Linked DNA regions of Rattus norvegicus: region 2 is linked to region 1. A link is a contact called in public Hi-C data. All regions are on one chromosome and are shown on one strand. The core of a region is the stretch at or near the end of the contact, and the rest is flanking DNA. Distances in the headings are between cores, read along the strand shown. Region 1 has its middle 17 kb from the start of Tmprss13. Region 2 overlaps Fxyd6 (FXYD domain-containing ion transport regulator 6).

Region 1 (5,229 bases), core at 1,344-3,843:
TGCCATGTTGTCTGTCTCTGATCCTGGGACTCTGAAGTCTCCAAAAGTTCCCATAATGTTCTTGTCTGTCTGTCTGTCTCTCCAAGGAGTTAATAATTATCCTAATAAACTTTTTACCTCCAATACTCCGTCCCAGTGTCCCCTTGAGCCTCATATTCATATTCAACCAAAACTCTCTCTAGAAACTGACCAAAGCACCGTTGATAGAAAACTATCAGCTTATACTGTCAGCTTTCAAGACAGAATCACTATGACTGGGATTGAAAGAAACAAGGACTTTCCATGCACACCTGGATGCCGGCATCAGGGGTTGGACAAACACACACCTTAAAATTCATTCAAGCATTTCACATGTGGTTCGGGGTGCCAAGGTAGAATCAACCCTGCCTCTCTCTCTTCAGAACTCTCTGATCTTCAGCAAGTTACTTGGATGTCTTCTGGCCTCTCTCGACTGTCAAGTGGGCATCACAGTGGCCCCTGGGGTTCAGGACACCCTGAGATACCCAAAGGCCAGTCCTGAGGGGCACAGTGAGTGCACTGAGGACTAATCCAAGAAATCGGGCATTCTCCAGTTACAAGCCTGGAAGAACTAGGTGTCTCCTGACCTGAGTAGCAAACTGGCTGGGAGTGGGACAGTACTTGTTTCCCAGAAAGACATTCACAGCTTGCCAGCTCACTTTAGGAAACTGAATGAAGCTCAGACAGTGATGGATCAATGGTGGGCGTTACCATGCTCTGACCAGAACTGCTTAGGTGTACATGTCTCTAGCCCTCTGTTTAAATTTCAATTTCACTTTAGGATGGACTCAAAGTGGTCACTGGATCTCTTTCTTCCTCTTCCCCACATGACCACAACGAACAAATCTTTCTGCTTCTCTCTATTGACCTGGCTGTTTAATTTGGCTTCTGGAGGACAGGAGGCTGAACTTGGCTTCTTGAAGTAGAGACTGTTACCCCCAGCTTTCGGTAGCATTCCCTTCTTTCGAGTCCCACAAGATGAGCTCAACCCAGCCCCAGAGCTGATGTCATCTGAGTCTTCTCAGGAGGGACTTCCAGGGGAGGCCTATGAGAATTCACTCTGCACTTCTGTTTCCAAACAGCTCTCTGCTCTGGTCTCTGGGTGTCAATCTCAGTTCTCCCTTTGATTCCCACCCAAACCAACACAGAAATCAAGTGAAAGAATAAAAACTCCCTTATGTGTGTAGTCAGTCCTCTGAAAATGAAGGGCCTGTCTCAGGGGCCTACACTCCAGCATACACAAGGACATTGCCACCTTTAAAGTCATGTTAACCACTTTGCCCCGTTGGTCTCATGTTAGTGTGTCAACTCTGAAGGGACCCACTGTTCACCTCTTTCCCCTCCGTCCTCACTGTACTCACTGTTTTTTTTTTTTTTTCATTGTTTGTTTATGTGTATGTTTGAATGTATGAGTGTCTGGCCCACATATACGTCTAGTGTGTGTGGCCACTAGAGGGTGCCAGAGCTCCTGGATCTGGAGTTATGAAGAGCTGTGGATTACCACAAGGCTGCTGGGAATTTAACCTGGGTCTTCTCTAAGAGTTTTAAGATTTATTTATTATATATGAGTACATTGTAGCTGTTTTGAAGAGGGCATCAGATGTCAGCACAGATGGCTGTGAGTCACCATGTGGGTGCTGGGACTTGAACTCAGGACCCGTGGAAGAGCAGTCAGTGCCCTTAACCATTGAGCCATCTCTCCAGGCCCCTCTTCTCTGTCTCCCTCTGAGACCTTCTTGCCATCCTGTCTGGCTCAGATCACCATATAGATTCTTCCACTTTCAACCAACTACTCTGTTTCCCTTTCTTTTCTCTATAGCTTTCGTTGTTACAGAAATAATCCATTAGTTAATTTGTCAGTTGTCACCTGCCTCCCTCTGTCCCATCTCTTGGAGTACGGCTCTTGCCAGTCTGCATACCCAGGATACCCAGACATGTGCCAGCAGGACACAGTCACCCTGTCATAAGGCCAGGGCTGTGCGTGAACAGCATGTTTTGTTCCTCTAAGCTAAACCTCTGGGCAGTGGGACAGGATGTCTAATCTTTTAGGTTTTTTGACAATGTCAGCCTCCACTGTGACCCTTCCCTTCATACAATAATGTGAGCTATCTGTGCAGCCTTGGGCTGGTGGCACTTTGGGGTGTGAAGACTCAAGAATATGGTATAGTGTGGTATGCCAAGTGGTACAGAAAAGTGGATGCATTAAGAGGATGTAGATCTAGAGGGACCTGAAGCACAGGCTTCCCCAACACCTCCCTGGCAAAGCCCAGGATATCTTAGAGAACTCCGAGAAGTCCGTGACATTGACAAGATGATGTTTCTTCAAGAGGATGCTCAGGGGAAAGATCACAGTGAGAAAATCATAGGAGAAGTGGACTGGAAAGAGAGGTATCTTGTACTCGGAGCTACGGGGTATGAGGCAAATGAGGAAAGCCAGGAAGTGGGAGGAGCGGAGTTTTTCCGAATTATGTCACTAGGTGGCGCCAGAAGATAGAAACTGGAAGGCTATACACTCACGCGAGCAGGCAGATTCTCGGAGTCACTTCCCCGGAAATGACTCAGCAGGCGTGACTTCAGCAGGTGGGGGCTCTTCCGCTTGCGACCCAGGCAGCACGTCATCACCTCATCGCCTCATTTCAGCAGGCGCTGGGCGCCGATGAGGTGGTCTTCGAGTTTCGTTCACGTATTACCCGCTCTTCACTCAACATCAGTCGGGGTTCTTTTGTATCTGAGCAGTGTAGTGGGAGCACCTGACTGATTCCTGCACGGAACAACGTGAAGTAAATGAATGACACAGTAGAAAACACTCTGACCCAGCCCAGCACAGCTCACAGTTCTAGCGCATTCTCTCTCCCCCCCCTGAAACCAGGCATCACTAATCAATTTAACCCTGTGCCTGACATTTATGACACACTGCCCTATAGTCTGAGTAGCCTGTTTAAAAGCACATATCTTATCTCCCCAACTGTGGAATGCAGCACATGCTGGTCATATCTTATTAATCACTTTTATCTCATGAACATCCCTCCCTGACATTTAGCATAGTATCTGGACCACTGGCCTCTTTGGTCAAGATCTGATGATGTGATGGTAAGGGAGGAAGGGAGGAGGAGATCCATAGGCCATCTCCAGTGAGGCTGTTACCCTGCCTAGCAGGTCCTGCACATCATAGATATTAAGATGACAAAGGTCATTGAGGCAGAAAGGTGCCTGGGCTGGATGTGAGGGTACCCAGCAGTTTTATTTCAAGACGCTGCGTATCTTAGGCAGAAAGTGGTACAGAGAAGCCTAATGGCGAGGACTTTACCACCCCCACTGCTAACAGAGCAGTTTGGGCCATGCTGGACAAGGACCCTGTTGACATCTCCTACTGGGCTGCAGTCTGGTAATAGAGGAAAGCAAGGCATAAACGTCAGTAAGGAGGCATCCAAAACACTTCTCTGTCTATGGGGCGCTGAGTCCGCACCTCGGTCTACACAGCAGTCATTGTGCTTTATAAAAGGGCACCAGGATATGTTTGATAGAACTGGGTATGTGCAGTGGGAGGGGGCCTCAGCAGGCCCATGCTGAGACATCCGTTCCCTTGAGGTACCAGCCATACGACAACGATGGGTGACAGGTATAGTGTAGAGTTTATGGCATGGGAAAGGGATTGGGAAGGGAGACAGAAAGACAGAGGCAGGAGGGGAGAGACGACAGCCAGGAACATGTGGAGAGAGAGGGGGAAGAGGAGAGAGGGAGAAAGGGTCAGGGAGAGGAGAGAGTCAGAGAGAGAGAAGGGGCAGAGAGAGCAAAGAGGGGTTCATAGCAAGCCAGGCCTACCTGGCTGTTGCCAGTAATGCTGGGCGGAGCCTAGAAGGAATGCTAAGAGCAGCCATGCCACTGTACCCCATTGTCTACTCCCCAGTTCGAGGTGAGGGTGGTGTGAAGCCATGTGCACGCTGCTGACTGACCAGGGCCAGAGCTGGAAGGAGGAGGTGGTTACCAAAGATACTCAGATGCAAGGCTTGCACATGCCCACTTGTCTGTAGGGGCAGCTTCCCAGGTCTGAGGATGGAAACCTCACCCTTTACTAATCTGATGCCATCTTGAGGCACCTGGGCCTATCTTTGGGGCTTTACGGGGAAGACCAGAAGGAGGCCACCCTGGTGGGTATGGTGAATGATGGGGTGGAGGACCTTTGCTGCAAATATGTCACCCTCGTCTCCACCAAGGATGAGAGTGGTAAGGATGACTATGTGAAGGCCCTGCCTAGGAATCTGAAGCCCTTTGAGGCCCTGCTGACCCAGAACCAGGGAGGCAAAGCCTTTATCATGGGTGCACAGATCTCCTTGGTCGATTATAATTTGCTAGATATGCTACAGCTCCACCGAGTCCTGGCCCCTGGCTGCCTAGACAACCTCCTCCCTCTCTCTGCCTATGTGACCCGTCTCAGTGCCAGGCCCAAGATGAAGGCCTTTCCGGCCTCCCCTGACCATGTGACCCGTCCCATCAATGATCAATGACAATGGCAAACCATAGAGGACACAAGAGACAGGAGCTGCTTGTTCTCCTCTTCTCAAGTCTAATAAAGTTTGTAAGACAAAAAAAATCAGTAATAAGTAATAATATTCATTTATTCTTCCATGCAAGGACATTTCATTCATTCATTCATCCATTCATTCATTCTCTGGTCAGGCATTTACTTTTCTTTACGTCACTTGCTTTACTATTAAAACCGATAATGAGATGCAATAAAGAGAACTAAAGTAGACCTGGCCTCTGTCCTTACTGAGCTTAAAAATCTTCCCACCAGCCATCGGATTATCACATACAACGGACACGGTGGTCCATAACTGTACTCCCAGCGCTCAGGAGGCGAAGGCAGGAAGACCACAAGTTCCTGGTCATCCTTGGCTTTATAATTAGAGATGATCTGAGCTATCTCGAATTATCACATACTGTGAAGTATGAAATTAAGGCTTCGTTAAGTGCTCCACATGAAGGTCTGTTGTAGGAAGATTTAGATAAGAAAGGGGTCCCTTTCAGCCCACAGACCTCGGAAACTATAGAAACAGATGTCTGTGCCAAGCCGTATATGACCTCAATGGAGCCCACCTGCCGCCACACTGATATATGTCTCTGGAGGAGCAAATTGGCCAACCACCTTATAGCTGATCTTTGAAGATGTCCTGTCCAGAGGGAAGCTAGACAGAAAATGTCTACGTACTA
Region 2 (5,553 bases), core at 3,006-5,505, 100 kb after region 1:
AGCATCCAGGTCTCTGTGGCTAGGCTCAGCCAGAATACCTTCTTAGCTGTGTCCTGGATGGCAGACCCCAGGATATGCAAAGGCAAGAGAGCCAATTTGTCCCCTCACTTCTACTCCAGACTCCACACAGGAAGGCATAACAACCAAGAGTGTAACTTTAGCTTAAGTTGTAAGTTAAGGGAAGCCAGGTGTAGTGGTGCTTACCTGTAAAGACAGCCCATGGGAGATAGAGGCTGGAAGATTACAAGTTCAAGGTCAACCCTGGCTAACGGTGAGTTTGAGGTCAGCCTGGGCTACATGGACCCTATCTCAAGACCAAAGCCAACAGAAAGCTGTCTGGGTCAGGACACCAGCCTTTGCCATGAAGCCAGCACTGCCATGTACCTACCTATATAGTGTTTTCATTCCTTGCTGTGTCTGCATCTCCACATGACAGCTCCAGGCCTCAGAGCAGGCAGGGTTCACTGCATCCATCTTTGGGGTGGATATCTTCAAGACAAGTGACCTGTTATGCAGGGGCAGTCAACAACTCCAGTCTAGGAAGTCACACCCCCCACACCCTCCCTATCTGCCTTCCCTGCCTCTCGGCCTTGTCTGTTCTTCACTGGACCTGGGGACGTCAAGGGCATGCCCTCAGTGAGATTTTCGGGCAAAGGGACTGTGCTGAAGACGGAGAGAAGACGAGGTATGGGTATCAGAAAGGATCTGGGGTTGTCACGTGAATTCTCTGCCTCCACAGCCTCCAGAAGCCAAGGCCAGCTACCCGACACTTTAGAGGCTGATGTCGAGGCTTGAGAAAGCCGGCTACTTCATACCAGACCTTTCCCCAGGAGATGCCGAGGACTCGTGTTCCCTGCGCCTCTCCCCACCCCCTACTAACCCTAGTCTTGTATTAATGATGTGACACTCACAGCCCTTCTTCTCACTGCAGCCGGGCTCTGGACCCTTTCTGTGCCGCGTCTGTGCCGTGTCTGTGTGTGTCTGCTGACTGTGGTCGTTCGTGGTCGTTTCATTGTTCCTGTGAACTGTGTGCTTCCTCTCCCATGCCACCGTCAGCACCTTGTGCCCTCCTGTGACCTCCATCTACTCTTGCTCTCTGGAGTCTCCCCGTCCCTGAGGAGCCCTTAGTCCCCTCTTTCTGGATTTAGGCTTGAGGGAGAGTTGTACTGAGGGCAGGAGTCCCCAGTGATCCCGGGGCTGAGAAAGTTCGTACCCTCTTCACTGATGTTCCTTGTGGACTCTGAGAAGAAACTTGCTCCAGATTCCACCAGTTTAGAAGGTCCGTTTGCAGTTGGAGATTCAGATTGCCTCCCTTGAGGCGTCTGCCCTCCAGGCCTCCTTTTTCTTTTAGGGTGCCCACTTAGGAGTCCCAATCCGCCCCACCCTTTACAGAACACCCAGGAATTCTTGCCTCTGAGGAATGAGCTCCTTACTTAACTTCTGAGCAATATCCCCATAGGCTTTGGAGCCCTTCTGCCTTCATCCACCTTCCCTGCTTCTGAGACTTCCATCTCTAGCCCAATTCATCTGACAGAGGACTCCTTCCTTCTCTGAAGCTGGTCTGTGGCAGGAGATAGCCCAGGGGACAGGCAGCAGGCAGGGTGCCGGTGGCTCTGTCTCTCTGCCACATGGTGTGGAATCTGGCAGACTACAGTTTCTTTCCCCTGCCTGTCAGGGGTCGGAGTGGAGAGGGCTGGAAGGGTTCAGGGGCAGCGGGAGAGAGCAACAGGGTATGCACACCCGTGGATGCAAACGCCTACGGGAGTCAAAGGTCACCAGAGTGGAAACTCACACCAGAGCCTGCCCCACCTGCCCATTGTGTTCCCTTGGAAACGAACCAAGCCACACTGTGTACTGGGACTGCTGATCTCTGTCTTGTGATCTATTATCCTCTGACAACAGAAAAGTAAATAAATAAATAAATAAATAAATAAATAAATAAATAAATAAATAAATACAGCATTGTTTCCTAGTGGCTCTGAGTGGCTTTTCTTCTGAGAGTCTGAGGGTTTGTAGGGCCCTGGGGAACTTAAAGGACAACTGAGCCTGTCCCCAGTGAGAGGGAAGAAGTCAAGACTGAAGAATGCTAGGGAGGGGACAGGCACTTTAGGCCTCTTTCTCCTCTCCCCTTCCCTCTTTCTCTCTCCTTCTTTTGCTCCTTTTTCACAGGTCCCCTGTCTTAGCTCTTCTCACAGCAGAACAAATTGGAGTAGAAAAGAGCCATTGAGGATTAGTGATGATGACAGTAATAGACAGGCACTTGAAGCCTCTCAAGGACATTCCCACAAGGTTGGTTGGTTCTTAAGTACTGTTGGCCAAACATACACAGCTTCAGGCAGATTCCTTTTGAGGGTAGCAGCCCAAGCCCTGTCTCCAGCCTTCTGTGTGTTTTGGGTGAGACACAGCTAGAGAGTGAGGAATTCCCAGAATATCTTAGGGTCTCCATAGAACCTCAGGAGCCACCATGAGGATTCTGAGTTGCTTCCAGCCACAGAACCGAACCACACAGGCCTGAGGGAGCAGGTGGACTCCATCCTCTTGTTAGCTATCCCAAGACCTGCTGGGTATATTTCCCTCCTACCTCTATACTTGGTGTGTCTTGGGCTCTGAAAAGATGGGATCTTAAGCAGGGAACAAGTGTAATATTGTCAAGCCAGGGGTAGCAGGGGTTAAAATATCCCTGGTCACATGGGGACTCATTAATGAAGCAGGTGATCTCTGTTCATGGCACACTCATGCATCAGGGAGATCATGCCTTGAAGGGGACTGAGACCCTAAGTGGCCTCAGACGCACAAAGGATTGTGGGTACGGTGCCAGCCATTACTAAAACCAAAGCATTGAACTCTAAAGAGGTCGAATGAGAAGTTCTGACCTTCCTTCACCACACCAATAAAAGGGAGCACTGCTATTTTACGATGAGTCTAGCGCACTGCCTGTGACTTTGCAAGGTGTCTAGAAGCACCCACTTAGTTTGCCTGATAACCTGACTTTATCCTGAGATAGCAGGGTGGCCTTGTTTTACAGATTCTCTGATAGCCCTCAAGACTGGCCCAGGTCACAGCAGTTGCAGGGAGTAGGGGCTAGACCCAGTCAGTGTTTCCAGGGCCATGTGTGCACCACACAGCTGGTGTCTGGGAAGAGCTGTGTCAGGGAAAGGTGGGGGACAACTCATGGCTCCTGCAATCTTGTCTGCTCTATTCCCTTTCAGGATGTGACCTAGCTAGCATGCACCCCAGCCTGTGCTCTGAGGGAGCTCCTAGGAGTGGCCAGTGGTGTGGGACCCGGACCCAGAAATGGAACACCTAAGCACCAAAACCATACAGAAAGATACCTACCACGCTGTTGCCAGATGCAGGGTGTGGGGCTTGTGGGGCCTACTTCCCACACTCACATCAACACTGCAAGGTCATGAGGGTGGGCAGTGCCAGCCACTCAGCCCCTGACACCTGATGCTCCTTTCCACTTCTGATTTGTTTAGTTTTCGTTTTTCCTCTAGGACAGGGTCTTCAGTAGCCCATACTAGCTCGAACTCAAAACAAAACAAACAAAACAGCCATACAGCCAAGGACGACGACTTTAACTTCCGGTCTTCCTGCCTCAATCTCCTGAGTTGGGTTACAGATGTGCACAACCACAGCTGGTTTTAGGGGTGCTGGTGTTTGTGTGTGCTGTGTGAGCTCTTTGCTGACTGATGTACAGGCCCAGTCCTGCGATTTACTTTACCTGATTGGACGGGAAAGGGACTGTACTCTACAGGGACAGTGAGTCGCCTGTTCTCAGTGACCTTGAGGGTTCTTCATGTTTGACCCCTCCCCCAAAACTTTGTCTCACATGAGTTTGACCCCCAGAGATGTTCAAACCCCTTTGAAAGCCACCGCTGCTCATTTTTCATGTCGCTAATCTGTCTCTGCGACCCCAAAGGCCATGGCCCTCAGCCTCTCAGGTGTTCTGTTTGCTCATTTTTTTCCCCCTTACAGGTTGTAGATTAGAAACAGCCAGGCTATTCTTGGAAGAGGAGCAGGGGTCGAGAGTAAAACCGACCATAGCAGTAGAAGCGGGAAGGGGGTGCCAGGCTGAAGCACATCCCAAGGTCAAGGGGCTCTGCCCCTGCCCCACTCTGGGAGGCAGGGCTCTGCCTTCCTAAGGATGAGGGACTGGCAGGTGAGAAGAATTCTCCAGCTCAGTCTGGTTCTCACCTTGTCCCGGGCTGCTCTATACCCCCTCCCCCGGATGCTGGGGTAGAGCTAGAAAGGTCAGGTGTGTTTGCCCAAGCCAGGGGGAGGAGCTTTGAAAATACCTGTCTTCAGGCCATAAAGAGGAGGGAATGGCCACCTATTGCCATTTGTGTGATTCATTGCTGTCACCCCTAAGCTCCTGGCTGGCAGAATCAACCAGTTCAAGCCAACCACCTGTTGATTTTCTGGAGCCGGGCCCCAGCTCCATGGCCTTGAACAACAAGAGGTCTCCTGCCAAGAGGTGATGCTGTCTCTAATGTCCTGAAGGATACTGGGCAGAATGAGTGGACCTTTCTGAAGCAGCCCCTGCCTCGGAGCCTGGACCCTTCTTCTGTCCAACTGCATGACTTCAGCTCCTACCTCTCTGTCACTTTTCTTCCTGCACTGTAAAGTCCTTCAGGTCATTAGGCCTCCAGCTACCTGTGTGACTCTGGGAAAGCCACCAAAGCTAGAGTATCCTCTCCTAGACACGATACTGTACAGTGTATAGCCTGTGTCGTACACTATATACTGCATACTATTACTTCCCTGATTTATAGTGATGTAATAGACACAAAAAACACATTGACGTTTCTACAGAAAGACATCACATCACCGGTACTAGCATCCCTGGCTATTCAAGGGCTGCCTCCTCGTTGATTGCAAGGGTCCCTACCCCTTAGACCTGGACTCTAGTCCTGACTCATACACATATCACCCACAGTCCCCACTCTGTGAAGTAGTAGTACAAAAGCCTGCCTGCCCGTGATGTCAGGAAAAGAAAAGCAGATCCTCGGAACTCTCCACACCATGAAATCGGTGGAATCCCTGCCAGGTGGGGACAGCTGGACCCAGCCTCAGCAACTGACAGTACAGTGAGTGGATGTGGTGATCTGTGTATGCCTACGGGTCAGGCCACATGAAAGCCACAAAAGCCTGTCTGAGGACTCCAGAGGAAAAGGCATGGTTTGTTCCCTGAGGTTCTTCAAAGGCAGTGGCCACAAGGAGCCACTAGAAACACCTGAGCTTCAGGTCAAGGCCAGGTGTGAGTTCTGAGAAAACCAAGAAGGCATTTCTCTCCAGGGTGTTCTCTGTGTAGGAGGCTGTGCTAATGGGCTTGTCCTTGCCTTAACATGGTGACCTTGACTCTCAGCAGACATTGCCCTTTGGCAACTCCCAGGAACCCTGTGCCCCACTGCTTGGGCCATCTTGAGGCCAACATTTAAGAACTGGATCCTATGGGGCCCACCTCCTCCAAGCCCTTGCCTTATAAGACCCCAGTGACCTGGCACTTGTGGTCACAGCAGGAGACAGGAGCTGGCATTCCTCAGGGTTTGG

What was found. Hi-C and Micro-C count contacts between places; a contact is called where the count stands out from the background.
Region 2: a contact with region 1 is called in a Hi-C map of kidney, with 5 times the contacts expected there. The contact joins two enhancer-like sites. A contact is called at or near these places in 12 of 12 Hi-C or Micro-C datasets (the A7r5 cell line, the Rat2 cell line, Schwann cells and 7 more) and 1 of 1 datasets of contacts at active chromatin or transcription factors (oligodendrocytes).

Annotation. Positions count from the first base shown.
Region 1 is chr8:54,502,673-54,507,901 of GRCr8, forward strand. It overlaps the pseudogene Gstp1-ps4. Among named protein-coding and RNA genes, the nearest start is that of Tmprss13, 17 kb to the right of the region's middle. Within about 2 kb of position 2,594, at least 80 of the 93 cell types and tissues checked have an H3K27ac peak or open chromatin away from gene starts, as enhancers often do. A contact at or near this core is called in kidney, where this site is marked.
Region 2 is chr8:54,600,741-54,606,293 of GRCr8, forward strand. It overlaps Fxyd6 (FXYD domain-containing ion transport regulator 6), which reads left to right. Exons shown (of 8, transcript NM_022005.3): 8 at 740-1,975. Among named protein-coding and RNA genes, the nearest start is that of Fxyd2, 8.9 kb to the right of the region's middle. Within about 2 kb of position 4,256, at least 2 of the 93 cell types and tissues checked have an H3K27ac peak or open chromatin away from gene starts, as enhancers often do. A contact at or near this core is called in kidney, where this site is marked.